2 separate regions of the Mus musculus genome follow, and region 2 is linked to region 1. Evidence: chromatin contacts called from public HiChIP or PLAC-seq data. All regions are on one chromosome and are shown on one strand. The core of a region is the stretch at or near the end of the contact, and the rest is flanking DNA. Distances in the headings are between cores, read along the strand shown. Region 1 overlaps Arhgef28 (Rho guanine nucleotide exchange factor (GEF) 28). Region 2 holds the start of Arhgef28 (Rho guanine nucleotide exchange factor (GEF) 28).

The links. HiChIP or PLAC-seq counts read pairs in DNA pulled down with a chosen protein or histone mark.
Region 2: an HNF4G HiChIP or PLAC-seq map of pancreatic cancer cells shows a contact between it and region 1. The contact joins the promoter of Arhgef28 here to the enhancer-like site in region 1. A contact is called at or near these places in 4 of 39 promoter capture datasets (the 3T3-L1 cell line, macrophages, second pharyngeal arch cranial neural crest and 1 more), 2 of 484 Hi-C or Micro-C datasets (the N1E-115 cell line and nephron progenitors), 2 of 115 datasets of contacts at active chromatin or transcription factors (embryonic stem cells and pancreatic cancer cells) and 3 of 9 other capture datasets (adipose tissue, embryonic stem cells and pancreatic islet).

Annotation. Positions count from the first base shown.
Region 1 is chr13:98,088,017-98,095,614 of GRCm38.p6, reverse strand. The region is part of intron 2 of Arhgef28 (Rho guanine nucleotide exchange factor (GEF) 28); the gene reads left to right. Among named protein-coding and RNA genes, the nearest start is that of Gm34469, 80 kb to the left of the region's middle. Within about 2 kb of position 3,079, at least 20 of the 459 cell types and tissues checked have an H3K27ac peak or open chromatin away from gene starts, as enhancers often do. A contact at or near this core is called in adipose tissue and pancreatic cancer cells, where this site is marked.
Region 2 is chr13:98,203,093-98,210,690 of GRCm38.p6, reverse strand. Arhgef28 (Rho guanine nucleotide exchange factor (GEF) 28) reads left to right here and starts at 4,526. Exons shown (of 36, transcript NM_012026.2): 1 at 4,526-4,618.

The DNA.
Region 1 (7,598 bases), core at 1,830-4,329:
AGGCTGGGAGCTCTGAGCTCTCTCCTTCTAGGGAAGGGGAGAGGCTAGAAGGGGTGGGAGTGGGGAGGAAAGGGGGGAATGTTTTGGCTATGGGGTCCCTCCTCCATTCCCTGGAGGTTGGGAGGAATCATTAAAGTGCTTTCAGAAAATGAGGAATGGTCCCTGCCCCTGGAGTGGCTGGTGACCGCCTCCCCCCCCCCCTCCTCCAGAACCCAGGGCCCAGTGAACACCCTCCCCCCAGAGTCTGGTACATTCAAGGGGGGAGCCGGCTCCCCTGGCGTGCAAATCAAGGGGTCAGGGCCCTGTTCATTCAGCAGCAATGGGGTAAGGGGTCCAAGCCCCAAGCGCTCTCCTCTTCTGTGGAGAAAAGGGGAGGAGCAAGTCCCACTGAATTCCTGGTAAGGGGAAGGAAGCTGTGTCATTCCCCACAAGTTGGGGAAAGGCACAGTTTTGAGAATGTTGGGGGAAAGGATTGTCACGTGATCTCGAAAGCTGCAGGGATATGAGGTCACGTTCCCAGTAGGCTCCAGTGAATCAAACCAGTAAAAGCAAAAGCCCAAGGGGGTGGGAGGGCAGGGGCGGCCTGGGTAGTCTGGCTGTGGGAAGAGAGCTGGGTCCATGTGGGGAGCCCCAGCCCAGAGGCCTCATCACCTTCCCTCTTTTTCTGAGGTAGGATCTCATGAATTCCAAGTTGGCCTTAAGCTATGACCTTGAACTTTGATGTTCCTCTGGAATTGTGGTCCCTGCTACAGGCTCATTCTGTGCTGGGGACTGAACCCAGGGCTTTGTGTATGCTAAAGAAGCACTCTTGCTTTATAATTTCTAAATCTACAGTTCTGTGGCTGAGAATAGCCGGATTCTTCATCTTGCTGGGTATTGGTAGGGTCTTCAGTGCTCTTAGGACTAGCCTGGCACATGTGTTCTGAGGGCAGAGGAAGGTGATCTGGCTCAGCTGCATCTCAAGAGGGGCAAAGAGCACAGTTACCTGCTGGTATACATCCTAGGAGGGTCTTCCTGTGGCGCACAGGGGTCTGCCCTGGAGGAACACTTCTGATGGTTGTAGCACTATTCTTTGCCCGGGGCAGATCAGTTTACAAAGTCTTAAGGCTCTTTGTGTTCTGTATCTTGGTTTAGGTTTGGCATGTAGAAAGCTGTCAGCTGACCTATCCTGAACATCTGGCAGCATTTGATTTAGCATAAACCCACAGTCCTCAGATGTTAAATAATTACAGCGTGTGGTTGCTTGTCTGTGTGGGTCTAAAATGACTTCCAAAGTGTGCAACCTCATAGTGTGGTAACTATTTTTGCTGTGTGTTAGCTACCAAGGCATTTAAGCCAATTATAAAAAGGGTATGGGGAAATATTTCCTTAGACTGTTGGTGACTTTTGTCACTGATAGCATGTTTTCTTCCATTAGGAAGCAGAGGGTCTGGACTTAGAGTCAGAGGGATCTTAAAGACCCAAAAGAGATTACATGGAAACTTTACAGGAGAAATATTTTTCCCAGAGCACTACAGGGAAGTTCAAAATATGAACCATAAAAGAATTTACAATTATGGTTTTATTCTTTGAGTTTAAATTCATTACATGCGTCAGAGGCTGGCAGTTTGGAGCCTCTCCAGGATCGTATAATTTGGTTAATAAAACCCACTAAAGCAAATAGCAGTCCTTTAAGATTTAATTCTAAAATGAATAAAAAAAATGCATATCCATGATGAAACGTGAATGGTGTGTTTGTAAATTCCCAATATCCTTTCTTTAGAACCTCAGGGTTCCATTGACTTCAGTTTGAGAGTCTCTAGTCTACTGAACATGACTGAGTTAAGCATTACACAAAAAGCACGGGAGGAACGGATAGGGATAGAAGGTGCTCGCTGCTTCCCGGGGAGACAATTCATACTCCTGCAGCAGATGGCACGGGCGCTGGGCTCTCGGGACTGGGTATGGTTTAGCACCATTGACTTGTGGCGTGCACAGATAAGCCAAACAGAAAAATAACAACAGCCACAAACACACCCTGTCTCTGGTAGTGTTTATTCCCCTTCTTCGAAGCCTGACTGCTCTGTTCATCTCTGGTCCTCACAATACTCTCACAGAGCTGAACTCTGTCCCTAGCCTTTCCCTTCATTGTTCTGGGTTCTCCCCAGGGGCCCGCAGGACACATCGGATCCCTTGTCAGTGTGGTGGACCCTCAGGCATTTGCAGTGTGACTGTTTACCCACCAGTCTGCTCCTTTGACAAAACAGCTCCAGTTCCTCCAATTGTTTTCCTCTGACAACATGCCTTTTGCATCGCTTTGGCATCTTTGTCACTTTCCTCTAAACACATGGCCCATTTCATTTGGTTTTTATACTGAAAGAGTCCATGGACTAGGTGTGTCTGGCAGGGTAGAGCTAGCTGGACAGCTGGACTGTACTCGGTCCTAGGGCAATTACTAGATTTCTCCAGTATTGACATTTTGTATCTTTCTAGACTGACTCATGATAAAAAATTACTAACCGAATTCCCATCCTATGATTCCTGTGTCCAGTTGTTAAACAGCATTTAATATGATTGATTATTTTGATACCAAGAGAAAAAGAATACAGAAATAGAAATGGTGACTCTCTCTCTCTCTCTCTCTCTCTCTCTCCCTCCCCACCCCCCGCCCCCACTATGTATTCCAACCTGGCTTTGAATTCACTACACAACACAGGCTAGACTCAAATTAAGAGCAATTCTCCTGCTTCAGCCTTCTGGGCACTGGGTTTACAAGTGTGTACTGCTGTGTCCATCTGGGAGCGGAGATAATAATTTCTGTTCTCTCACACACAACCCAGCGTATTTCCCAATACCATCTGCTGTAAGGGTCGGGTATTTGTGTTCAACAGCTAATGACTCTGTGCTTATTATGCAATCTTTATGTTAATAATTTGGAAATTAACCGAACTGAGGTGCTTGTAAAAGCTTGCTCGGGTTGTGGTAGAACATTTATCTAGTATTCACGAGGCCTTGGGTTGGATCCCCAGCTCCAGAGCGGGAGAGATGTAGGGCAGGGACTGCTGTGGTCTTACAGAGTCTACCTTGAATGAGTCTTTATTTGCTTTTGCTGTTAGAGAAACAAAGGTCGTTTCAGTTATAGAGCGGCCCATCGGTCCATTAGGAATGAAGGTCATAATGATCTTTTGGTTTGCATGTTTATCTTTCCTGATGTGCTGAGTTTATCGTACAACTTTGAATAATGGCTCACTTCCTGGATATAACATACACCTGTAATTTATGGTTATTATTTTTGTTGATAAATAATTACTTTTTAAATTTCAGTTTTATTTTACATAATATTTCTGTTACACGTGGAACTTTAGGTACATCTTGTTTCACTGTGTGGTGGTGTCTGTCACTTTGGTCCTTACCATTTCTACCCAGCTCTGATGTCCCAAAGAAGGACCTTTCAGCTCACCCCCTCCCCCAGGTCCCTCCGTGCTGAAAGTTGGCTTATTTCTGTCCATCTCCTCCTCTCTCAAGGTGGAAATTATGCCTACCCCAAAGGCAGCTGCTGTAAGGTGGTTTGTAAGGTTTTTGGCCTATAAATCAGCCTTCATTAAAAAAAAAAGATATTCTCATATCTCGCTCCATTTTAGCCAATCTGTGTTGACATTAATTTTGTTGGGTGCTAAGCTTAAATAATCCTGATATTTTATACTATATAAAAAAATGAGATGTCTTTAAACATGCTTTAGTTCAGTGTTTCTAAACGTGTTTGGATCATGTGTACCTTCTATTACCTTCTAAGGGTCTCTGACTCATTATTCTTACATAAATGTCCACGTCACATGGAGCATCAGGGAGATAAAGGAACACTACCCCCACCCATGGATTCCATGATGAGAAGTTTTGTATTCTGAGTCTAAAATAAATGTTGAGTGGAATATGCCTATGGATTTTAAGACTAGAAACCTCTTATCAAGGGGTTTAGATGGGAAACTATAGTCACGTTACTAAGCAGTTGGGTATTTGCTGATAAAGGAAAAGGGCGGCTGGGGTCTTGGGGTTGGTCGGTAGACTGATCTTTTCAGTGTTTTCCTTTAGAAATGAGGATCATAGCAGTCCTTTATAGCTGTTCCTGTAGAATGAAATGAGAAAGTACATAAAGAAACACTTTCTTTTTTTGTTTTTATTTTTTATTAGATATTTTCTTAATTTACATTTCAAATGCTATCCCGAAAGTCCCCTATACCCTCCCCCTGTCCTGCTCCCCTACCCACTCACTCCCACTTCTTGGCCCTGGCATTCCCCTGTACTGGGGCATATAAAGTTTGCAAGACCAAGGGGCCTCTCTTCCCAGTGATGGCTGACTAGGCCTTCTTCTGCTACACATGCAGCTAGAGACATGAGTTCTGGGGGTACTGGTTAGTTAATATTGTTGTTCCATCTATAGGGTTGCAGATTCCTTCAGCTCCTTGGGTACTTTCTCTAGCTCCTCTATTGGGGGCCCTGTGTTCCATCCAATAGCTGACTGTGAGCATCCAGTTCTGTGTTTGCCAGGCACTGGCATAGCCTCACAAGAGAGCTATATCAAGGTCCTTTCAGCAAAATCTTACAGGCATATGCAATGGTGTCTGCGTTTGGTAGCTGATTATGGGATGATTCCCCCTCACTCCAGTCAGAATGGCTAGGATTAAAAATTCAGGTGACAGCAGATGCTGGTGAGGATGTGGAGAAAGAGGAACACTCCTCCATTGTTGGTGGGATTGCAAACTTGTACAACCACTCTGGAAATCAGTCTGGCGGCTCCTCAGAAAACTGGACATAGTACTACCGGAAGATCCAGCCATACCTCTCCTGGGCATATGCCCAGAAGATGATCTAACTGGTAAGAAGGACACATGCTCCACTATGTTCATAGCAGCCTTATTTATAATAGCCAGAAGCTGGAAAGAACCCAGAACAAAGAACCCTCTGTCCCTCAACAGAGGAATGGATACAGAAAATGTGGTACATTTACACGATGGAGTACTACTCAGCTATTAAAAACAATGAATTTATGAACTTCTTAGGCAAATGGATGGATCTGGAGGATATCATCCTGAGTGAGGTAAACCAATCACAAAAGAAGTCACTTGATATGCACTCACTGATAAGTGGATATTAGCCCAGAAACCTAGGATACCCAAGATACAATTTGCAAAACACAAGAAAATCAAGAAGAAGGAAGGCCAACTCCTGGATACTTCATTCCTCCCTAGAACAGGGAATAAAATACCCATGGAAGGAGTTACAGAGACAAAGTTTGGAGCTAAGACGAAAGGATGGACCATCAAGAAACACTTTCTAATTGTAATGAGTGTGAGTGTATGTGTGTGCATGTGTGTATGTGTGTGTGTGTGTGTGAGTGTGAGTGTATGTGTGTGTGTGAGTGTGAGTGTACGTGTGTGTGTGTCTTAATAGCGTTCTCACGCCCGGCCAGGAAGAACACAACAGACCAGAATCTTCTGCGGCAAAACTTTATTGCTTACATCTTCAGGAGCAGGAGTGCAAAAACCCCCAGCCCCAAAAGCGAAAAGCCCCTTCTATTACATCTTTAGGAGCCAGAGCTCCGGCGCGCGCGCTCTATTGTTTACATCTTTAGGCAGCGAGCGAGCGCAGGGCGCGCAGAGCCAGAGAGATGCCAGCGAGAGAGAAATGGCGGAAACCCGTCCCCTTTTTTAGGAGCGTTATATTTCGCCTAGGACGCATCACTCCCTGATTGGCTGCAGCCCATGGCCGAGCTGACGTTCACGGGAAAGGCAGAGTACAAGTAGTCATAAAATACCCTTGGCACATGCGCAGATTATTTGTTTACCACTTAGAACACAGGATGTCAGCGCCATCTTGTGACGGCGAATGTGGGGGCGGCTCCCAACATCTCCCCCTTTCCTTTTAATAAGAGCAAATAGGCCACCCATATTAATGAGAGTGGAGATAGAGGTCAAATCCCCAGTGTGTAGGTAAAGGAGCCATGTACAGGATTAGCTCTTAGGCTCACAGGCTTTTACCCAGAGCAACCCTGACCTGCTCCCGTGTCGTTTTGCCTGGAGAGAAGGACACTTGGACACTCAACCTTCTTGAAAGATGACATGTCTCCCTAGAATAGGCTCATATATGCCGCAGAGCCTTTCTACTGCAGTGCTTAGCCGTGCAACTCTCTCGGGCTGCTGAAGCACACTCACTCTATCTCGTGCAATGAGACTAGCCTCGTGAGATGTAAGAGCTGAGTGGCCAGCGACCTATTGCCTAAGCATAGATAACCATATATCAGGGGGAGCACCATGTTCTAGAGCTGCAAGCGCCTGGGCAATAACCACCTTGTCTCTCCTAGTTTAGGCCTTAAGCTTACAGACCAACCAAAGAAGCAACACTAATCCACAGCAAAGTGTATCTCCAAATAATATCAATCCCACCCATTCTTTAAAGAAAGAAAATGCTGAGGAGATCCAATTGGGTAATCTTTTGGTCAGGGACAGGTCCAAGCGCGTGGAGTTGACCTGAAGTCTCAATTCCCGAAGGATCTGTTCAAATTCAGCCGTCCAATTCTGTAACATATACTGAAAAAGACTTTTTGACAAATTAGCTGTCCTAGTAAATTTCTCATACTGAATGGAAGTAACACACAATCTCGGAAACTTTTGTTTACACCCCAGCTGAGCTATTTGCCATAATACATCTAGTTGTATCTGGACAAGATCTATGAGTTGATTAACCAGCATGAGACCTCTCTGTATCTTGACATTAGCTGAGGCCTGTTCATCTATGACTGTAGTCACTGAGGCTGACAAAGTGTTAATGGTGTCAGTTGTCTGGACCTGTCCAGACAGAGCCAAGGCTGTCTGAATCAAGGCTAAACCCAGTTCCTAGTTAGTGGTAAAAAAGCAGGAGAATACTTGAGCATTATACATCACCGTCATTGGGAGTGGAAATATCGACATTATCCCCCAACGCTGCTCTCTCTTTATTATTGACGCCCTGGACATCACCAAGACGAGGGACATCAGTATTCCCTTGGTCAGTCTGGATTTTTCGGGTGAGTCTTTCTGGTATCCAAAATGGGTTGTCTTCATTCTGTGGGAAAACACAGATAGCTCCCCTGGATCTTATCAAAATAGGATCCGGGCCATACCATTTATTATCAAGGACATTTTTCCATTTAACCATCTCATTGGGCCTATCTGGCTCTGTACAATGACGTTCAGCTGCAGTATGGCCATGAGCATCAATATTTTAAAAATTGAGTGTAAAGAGTGCCATAGACACAGACACTCTTGGTGCTCGGGGTACAGTCTCCTCAAAAGTTCCCCTCTTCTGTTTTATAAGATAGGCTTTGAGGGTGCGATGCGCACGCTCAACAATATCCTGTCCTTGAGGGTTGTATGGAAGTCCAGTCAGGTGGGTTACGTCCATCTGACGGCAGAACTGTTGGAATTTTTGAGACGTATAAGCTGGTCCATTATCAGTCTTAAGGAGTTTGGGTTTCCCCCAAGCACTCCATGCCTCAAGGCAATGTTGAATCACATGTGAGGCTTTTTCTCCGGTTAACGGAGAAGCAAACATGATGCCAGAACATGTGTCAATGGACACATGGA
Region 2 (7,598 bases), core at 3,277-5,776, 110 kb before region 1:
ATAACATATGCAGTGAATAGTTAGAAGTTACTATTACTTGGAAAAAAAAACCAGAGTAGTGACTTCTTTTGTAACAAATATTGACAATTCCTCTGCCTGTCTCTTATGTCTACTTTGAACTTTGTATTTGTTTTTTGAATTGTTGTTTTTCAAGACAGGATTGGGCTATGTAGACCCGGTTGGTCTTGAACACTTGGTTCACACATCCCTCTTCACCAGCAGCCTACCACTTCCGTCTGGTTGCATACACAGCCTCCCCTAGCCGGCAGGTGGGCACCCTCTGAAACTTGTTGGAACTGCAGTATTACAGCCTTCAGCTGATATTAAACAAGAATGTGCCTTCCGACAAATCCCAGCAGGATTCATGAGCACATGGTGCTGTTCTGACCAGATTGTTCAACACTGGGAAACATGGGAGGGCTCTGTCGGCCTTTTGTCATCGAAGGTTGGCTCTTGTCCTGCCGTACTGGTGACAAATTCAGTTCCTTTCTGTCAACTGATTTCAACTTGGTCTAGACTTTGGAATCCCCTGGGGAACTTACAAATATGGGTGCCATCCCTGGAGATTCTGGTCTAGTGTGGGGTCCTGGGGTCAAGGCTTTTTACCTCCAGGAGGTGACAATATGAAGCCAGAAGAGAGAACTACAGTGAACATAAACACACACACACACACACACACACACACACACACATTCCATAACAAAACCCATTACATGGTATACTTACATAAAAAGTTCATTTTAAAAATGTTACTTAAAAAAGTGGCAATAGAGGTGCAACAAATTTTTAGTGTTTGAGTTTTAGGTCCCTAGGGATTAGCTGAAGGGATTAACTGAAGGTAACAATATTTTGCTCAGACAGTGTTCTACTTGAGACCTGTCTCCTGGTTTTGAGCATGCTGGCTTCAACCAGAACCCCCAGAGCTCCTAGGGACTAAACCACCAACCAAAGAGTACACTTGGAGGGACCCACGGCTCCAGCTGCATATGTAGCAGAGGATGGCCTTGTTGGACATCAATGGGAAGAGAGGTCCTTGGTCCTGAGGAGGCTTAATGCCCCAGTGTAGGGGAATGCCAGGGCCAGAAAGCAGGAGTGGGTGGGTTGATGAGCAGGGGGAAGGGGACTGGGATAGGGGGTTTTTGGAGGGGAAGCCAGGAGGAAAGGGGATAACATTTGAAATGTAAATGAAGAAAACATCTATTAAAAAATAGAAAAAACCCAAAACAACAACAACAACAACAACAACAAAGATAAAGAAAAGTAAAAGCAGGCTGAGCCAACCAGTAAGCAGCACTCCTCCGTGGCCTCTGGGTCAGCTTGAGACTCCAGGTTCCAGCCCTGCTTGAATTCCTCTCCTCCCTTCCTTCAAAGATGCACAGTGATGTGTAAGCCTAAGTCCAATAAACTGTTTCTTTCCTCTCCATGCTTTGGCCGCGGTGTTTCATCACAGCGATGAGACCACTAACTAGGAGAGCTTCTTTTCTCCGTGTTCCCTAACTTCAGATGGAGGAGACGTGAACAACTCAGAACGAGTTTCTCACCGGGAGTCTGATTTCTAAGTGGGTACTAGAGAGATGACTGTGGTGAAGAGCGAGTTCTGCTCTTGCAGGCACACAGAGTTCAGTTTCCAGAATCCACACCAGCTGGCTCACGACCACCTGTAACTGCAGCTCCAGGGGCTATGCAGCCCTCTTCTGACTTCTGCAGGTACTGCATCCCCAAGTGCACAGACAACCCCCCTCCCCAGCCCCATACGGCACACATTCACTCAATTAAAAACTAAATAAATATTTTAAGAAAAGAAATGTTCTAATATTCTGTACTCTAAAATATTGCTAACCACGATTTCACGAGTCCTTGCCATTTTATTCTGCATTCACTGTCAGGCCTTTTTTCTTTCACGGTGATTGCAGACACCAGTCTCATTTTACAGGTAAAGAAATGAAGGCTTAGAGAGATTGGACGTGCCCAAGGTCATCCTATTTCTAATTCTGGGGTTCTCTCCGTTCTCTGACAAACTGGCCACCTTCCCATAGCAAGTTTTCATTTTAGGCAATGAAACATGCTAAGAACAGTGTATTGGTTGGTCATTTTAGACTCATGGCCTATTCCCAGACATGCTCTCAAAATTATTAGTAAAGGAAATAAAGTGTAAGGAAATATTAGGTGGTAGTGGAACTGGAACTAATTTTAACCCACCAATGTTTGCAAATAGTGACCGACAGTTCCCATACTGCATCACTGATTTAAAAAAAATAACTAACATGCAATATTCCCCAGGTGCTCTGGGCCAGGACTGGAGATCACCAGGGAAGCAGCAGTCTTTGTCCTCGAAAGGGCAAATTGAAGACAGAGTAAGAATTTTAATAGTCCTTCGTATGACAGCAAGTATAGGCAGGTGCTGTGCTGTGTGATAAGACAAAGGTCAGAGTGTGGAAGAAGGCATAACAGTGGAGAAGGGACTTAGGGAAGAACCTGTGTCAAATAAAGGCTAAAGATGAATAGAGGTTGGACCTCCAGATGAACTGGGAAACTGCGGAGGACTCATGGGAAAGCTGGGCCGATGCCAGTGGAATTACCCACCTGCTAGCTTCCTGGCTGAATGTTTCTGGTCTGTGACCTAAGAACAGGAGAGCTTGAATTTTAAACACATGCATTTCCAGCCTAGCTCAGTCCCAGTGTGTCCTGAGCGACCTGTATCTGCAGAATAGACAAGCAGATGCAAACGGCTATTTACACAGGGATAGCTTTCTGCCTCAGGCAGTTACTGCTTCTCTCAAGGTTGGCGGAGCATGTGGCTTAGAGTTTGAACCTAGAGAAGTTGAAAGCCAAGTACTTATTTAAATATTGATCACGCTCAGTGCCTGAGAGAGAGCAAGAAAACTGCAGCCGGTGGGATTACATGTCCTCTACAATCATGCTGAGAGCATTAGGGACAGTCTCCCTCCGTTTGCTTCTTTTTCGTGTGGAAGAGAGCCTTGGGCTAATGTCTTACAATACCTGTTCCTCTTCCCACAATTCCTTGCCTCTCTCAAGCTGTATATGACAGAATCAACTAAAGAAGAAGAAGAAGAAGAAGAAGAAGAAGAAGAAGAAGAAGAAGAAGAAAAAGAAACAAAAGAACAACAGCAACAGAGGGATCAACAAAGGCTTCTTTTACAAACTTTTCCGCTAACAGGCTTGAAAACTACTTGTGTGTGGTGTGTTGATTCAGCCAATCTCCAGTTGACTTTTTCACATTGAAAATATTGATGTTCGAGAAAAGTGTTATTGCTTTTATTTTTTATCTTCGGGACTTCGTAGTTCTTCAGTGGAGAACACTCTTCTTTGGGACCTAAGGTTCTGCAGTGTGACATCAGAGGATATGAATACAAGTGTCAATACTGCAAGGCCAATGTCAGGTCCTTTATAAAGAAGGAAGGGCAGCGTTTGCCCTAAGACAGGGCTAAAGACCTCAGACCCTGGGTTTTGTTTTTTTGTTTTTGTTTGATTTGTTTTTTGTTTTTTTGGTTTTTTTTTGCCATCCTGCCATTCTTTAGGCTCTGGTTAAACAGGTATGTTAGGAGGGTGGCCCAGGGCATCTGGCAGTGATGGTTTGGGACGGGCCAACACATCTCTCCTGTCCATGTAGTCGGTCTGTCTTCTTGAGAAAAATAAAGGTAATATTAAAGGAACTTAGAAAAGTAGACGCTTAATTTTATCTTTAAAGCTGGAATAATCATCTTAAGCTTATTTTATAGTAAGCTGTACAATGGCGAGACTTTTCACTCGGGACAACTCAGTGCTAAGTGCCTCAGTGCTTTAAGATCCAAGGGGTCCTTTCACATTGTTAGGTGTTGTAAAAGTGGCTATGGCTTTCTCAAAAACAAACAAACAAATGTTGGTGCCGTTTAGGCACCTGTTTGCATAAACGCATAGGGAATCGAGCCTGCAAAGCTTTGGGCCAGAGGAACCTCCATCATCCTCATGAATTAGAGGGAGTCGGCTGTTTTAAAATAGTACTTCCTATTGTAACAGACCCGGGCACTATTATGTCCCGGGTGTGGTGGCTTTGAGCTGAGGACAACCCGAGCCTCCCTCTGGCCTGGCACGGCTCCCTTTAGGAGCCGACCGGCCAGCTCCTTCCTCCGGCGCCACTAGGGCGTGGAGGCCCCCGGGGCGAGCGGGCGCCGCCGCCGCTAGGGTGCAACCCTGCCCTGGCCCAGCAGGTCCCGCTCCGTGCCCGCCGCCGGAGGAAAGCCGAGGCGACCGGCCGCCGCCCCGCGAAGGGAGGGGGCGGCGGAGCCGCAGCAGCTTCAGGTTTCCTCCTGGAGCTGGTGGCGGGCGCGGCCATGTGATGAGGCGGCGACGAGCCCGGCTGGCCAGAGGTGGGCAGGCGGGGACCAGGGGGCGCAGGGGGTGGCCCCAGCTGTGGGCGCGGCGGGCGGGCGAGCGGGGGTGGGGTGGGGTGGGGGGAGCTGCGGCTCCGCCCCTCGGTGCGGCCAGCGGAGCGGAGGGGCGTGGGCAGCTGGGGACCGGCTTCCCCGCTCCGGGCGACGCTGGCCGGCGGGTCGCCCTCGGCAGGCCTCGGGGACAGCGCCTGGCCAGGGCTCCTGGCGTTCCCGAGCCACAGCTCCAGGTAAAGGCGGATTACGGGAGCCATCCCTCTTGTCTCCCCGCAGCCCTGGGCGAAGTTTGCCCACCGGAGTTCTCAGGGGACAAAGTTTCTCTAGGGTCCCCGAGGACGCAGGGGTCTGCAGAGGTGGTGAAAGGCTGCACTCTGTCGGCTGGGCAGCCCGAGGAATGGGCGCCGCCTCCTGGTACCTGGGGATGGCAACAAGTGCATGGCGCTGCCGGGTCGGAGGCAGCAGCTGTGAAGCGCAAACGGGAGGCAGCGGCCACCCCTCACCCTCTCGGGCAAGCGGGGTGGGAGGGGGCAGAGGGTGACGGAGCTCAACCAAAGCTAGTTGCAAGCGATGGAAATCAGAGGCAGGCGGCTGGAGAAGGGTGAACCTCGAGAGCCTGGTTCTCCTCTTCCCATCTGTGTTTCTGGCCAGCTTCACCTATATGCTTGGTGTGTGTGTGGGATGTACCCCAGACTGCTGGTCAGTCTCAAGTTCAGGACATTTATTTCTTGTGGAAACGTTTGCTGAGTTTATAAAAGCATCTATGGTCATCTTGTTTGGGAGGGGCTTTTAGCATTGGGTGGGAATCCGTGCGCTTGTGCCATGAGTTTCTCTGGAATACTCGGTTGTGGGTGGTAGGGGTCACAGGTGGAGAAGGCGTTCTCGCTTGCTGTGAGCTCTGTGAACGCTGGGTGTTCAGACCACCCAGGAAACCCAGCTCTGGTTTCCCAGACACCAGTTAGGTTTCTAAGGGAGACTACTTTAGGAGCCCACAGAGCCTGCCTATTGGTTGCAGCTGGGTGGGCCCAGGGGAAGGGTAACATCTGTGTTTGCTAGCATCTGACTCCCTGACCCCTGCTCAAGTGCCAGCCTCTACACACTCCAAGTTGTAGAGATTGAGCACTCGATTCTGCACCAAGCAGTCAAGAATTACAGTTATAAAGAACGGACACACTGCTTTTCTGTACTTTGCCCTCTCGTGTTCCTAGACCCTGAAGCTGTCTCAGTAAAATGAAATTCTATTCTCAACAACACAAACAAAATCAAAGGCTTGCCCTAGTTAGGCTCTGTGGAAACCACTTTGAACACGATAATTCAAGCTCTGATAACCTTTCCTGGGAAGCTTTCCATAGCTCTATTTTGAGTTTTTATGTGAATGTTAAAACAAATAGGTGTTTGTCTAATCTTGATGAATAGTAGCGCTAACTCCTTTGGAGTGTTTGAAGGAAGAGAACATTGCAGATGCCTTTTGGAGAGGTTGTAGCATTTCAAAGTGATATTCCGATGCAGACTTTATAGTGATTATGCATAATTATTTTTGATTATAGAACTTGGATAGCATCATACTTGATACTTTGTGGTTTGGGAAACTGAGGCACAGAACTAGTTCTTGGGTAAGGGACTCTGGGGCGTGTCCCGGCTAATGTGACATGAGACTGGAGAACAGAGAATCAGTGTTTGCTCTGCTTTGGACTGTTTTTTCCCTTATCAGGGCGGCACAGCCAGGCCAATGGCCAGCAGTTTGTCTAACAGGTGTGTTGGAGGGACTTTCCTCTGAAGTACCGTCTGCCTCTAAGCGGTTAAGAAACACTTAAAGGTACAGAAGGAAATCAGAGTCGGCGACGAAGGTTCTGTGATATCTCATTAGCCCTGTTAGGGTTTCAATATATATATATAATTTGGAAAATTCTGAAATATTTTCTTATTGTGTTCTCATAAGGAACCATTCTTGTGGCTAAGATTTCCACTGGGCAGGAATTTCATATGTGTTTGATACATGTGACTCTCTTTCCCTTGTATGCCATGTGAGAAGAGGAAAAAAAAAATAACAAGTGGGTATTAGTGGCCAACTATACTATTGAAGATGAAGTATTTGATATAAAATCGGTACTTAGGCTCTTAACCAAGTTCTGCCAGAGTTTGTGATCAAGTCTTGATTCTTAAAGAAAAAAGATGAACAGTGTAAATGTTGGAACCCTCTTCTTTGCTGGTAAATGGTTAGGAGAGAGCCAAATAGAGCCTGCATGTCTCCCACAGTCCCAGGGGGCTGTCATTTTATTCTGCCTGAATGCCCTGGGTTTGGGGTATTATTGAGACAGCTCTGGTCTGTGTAGGTTTGGTTTCACTGAAGTTGCACTTGTGTTACTTTCAGTGGGAAAAAGAAGCTCCGGGCTTGTCCCTGTGACTTCAGGTCAGATTTAGTATCAAGAGTGGGGTCATGCTGGACTAAATTAAAAACAGTAGTAGATTTGAAGCCCAGAAACTCAGGGAATTTTGTCATGTTACAACTGTATTGGAAACATGACACCACCCCAAAGGCTTGGGTTTGAATCTCCTGCTTTGGTAAAGCTGAGCTTAGAGATATTTTTCTTGCTTACCAGGAGAGGTTTTTGCCTGGAGCAGATTATACTCTGTAATTTCATCCAGCCCTGGTGACAACTGTCGTTATAATGGTATTGAAACTATATTGTCTAAACTTAATCGGACATTTTGAAAATTTCTCCTGCATGCTTCTCATTCTGTGAAAAGTTTCTTCAGTTTTCATTCCTTCAACAAATCAGAGGAATTGCTGTGTGCTCCATGCTGCTCTTTGCCTTAATCCCCTGGGTGGGTGACTTCAGGCACAGAGAGACACTTCTGTCACTTTTGTGTTTTTAGGATTGGTCCTGCTTTCAGAATGGATTTTTGCCTGCACCACAATCAAGGCATCTGGCTGGGGAAATGAGCCTGTGTGAGGCCATACATCTTAATGTGCTCCCATTTTCCCCAGAAATTTGATCTTAGATACAGTTGTAATTTGCTTATTTGAGCTGTTATTGCTCCTGGATTTCTTCTCCTGGGTAAACAAGATAATGGGATTTGACATCATTTCTTTAATAAGAGGGAAAGTGAAAAAAAATAATTGAATGTTGCGTATTTATTCCAGTGATGTCGGTTTTGAATATGTTTATCAAAAATACATTTTGCTGATCTTTAGAGGTTCCGTCTCTTGTT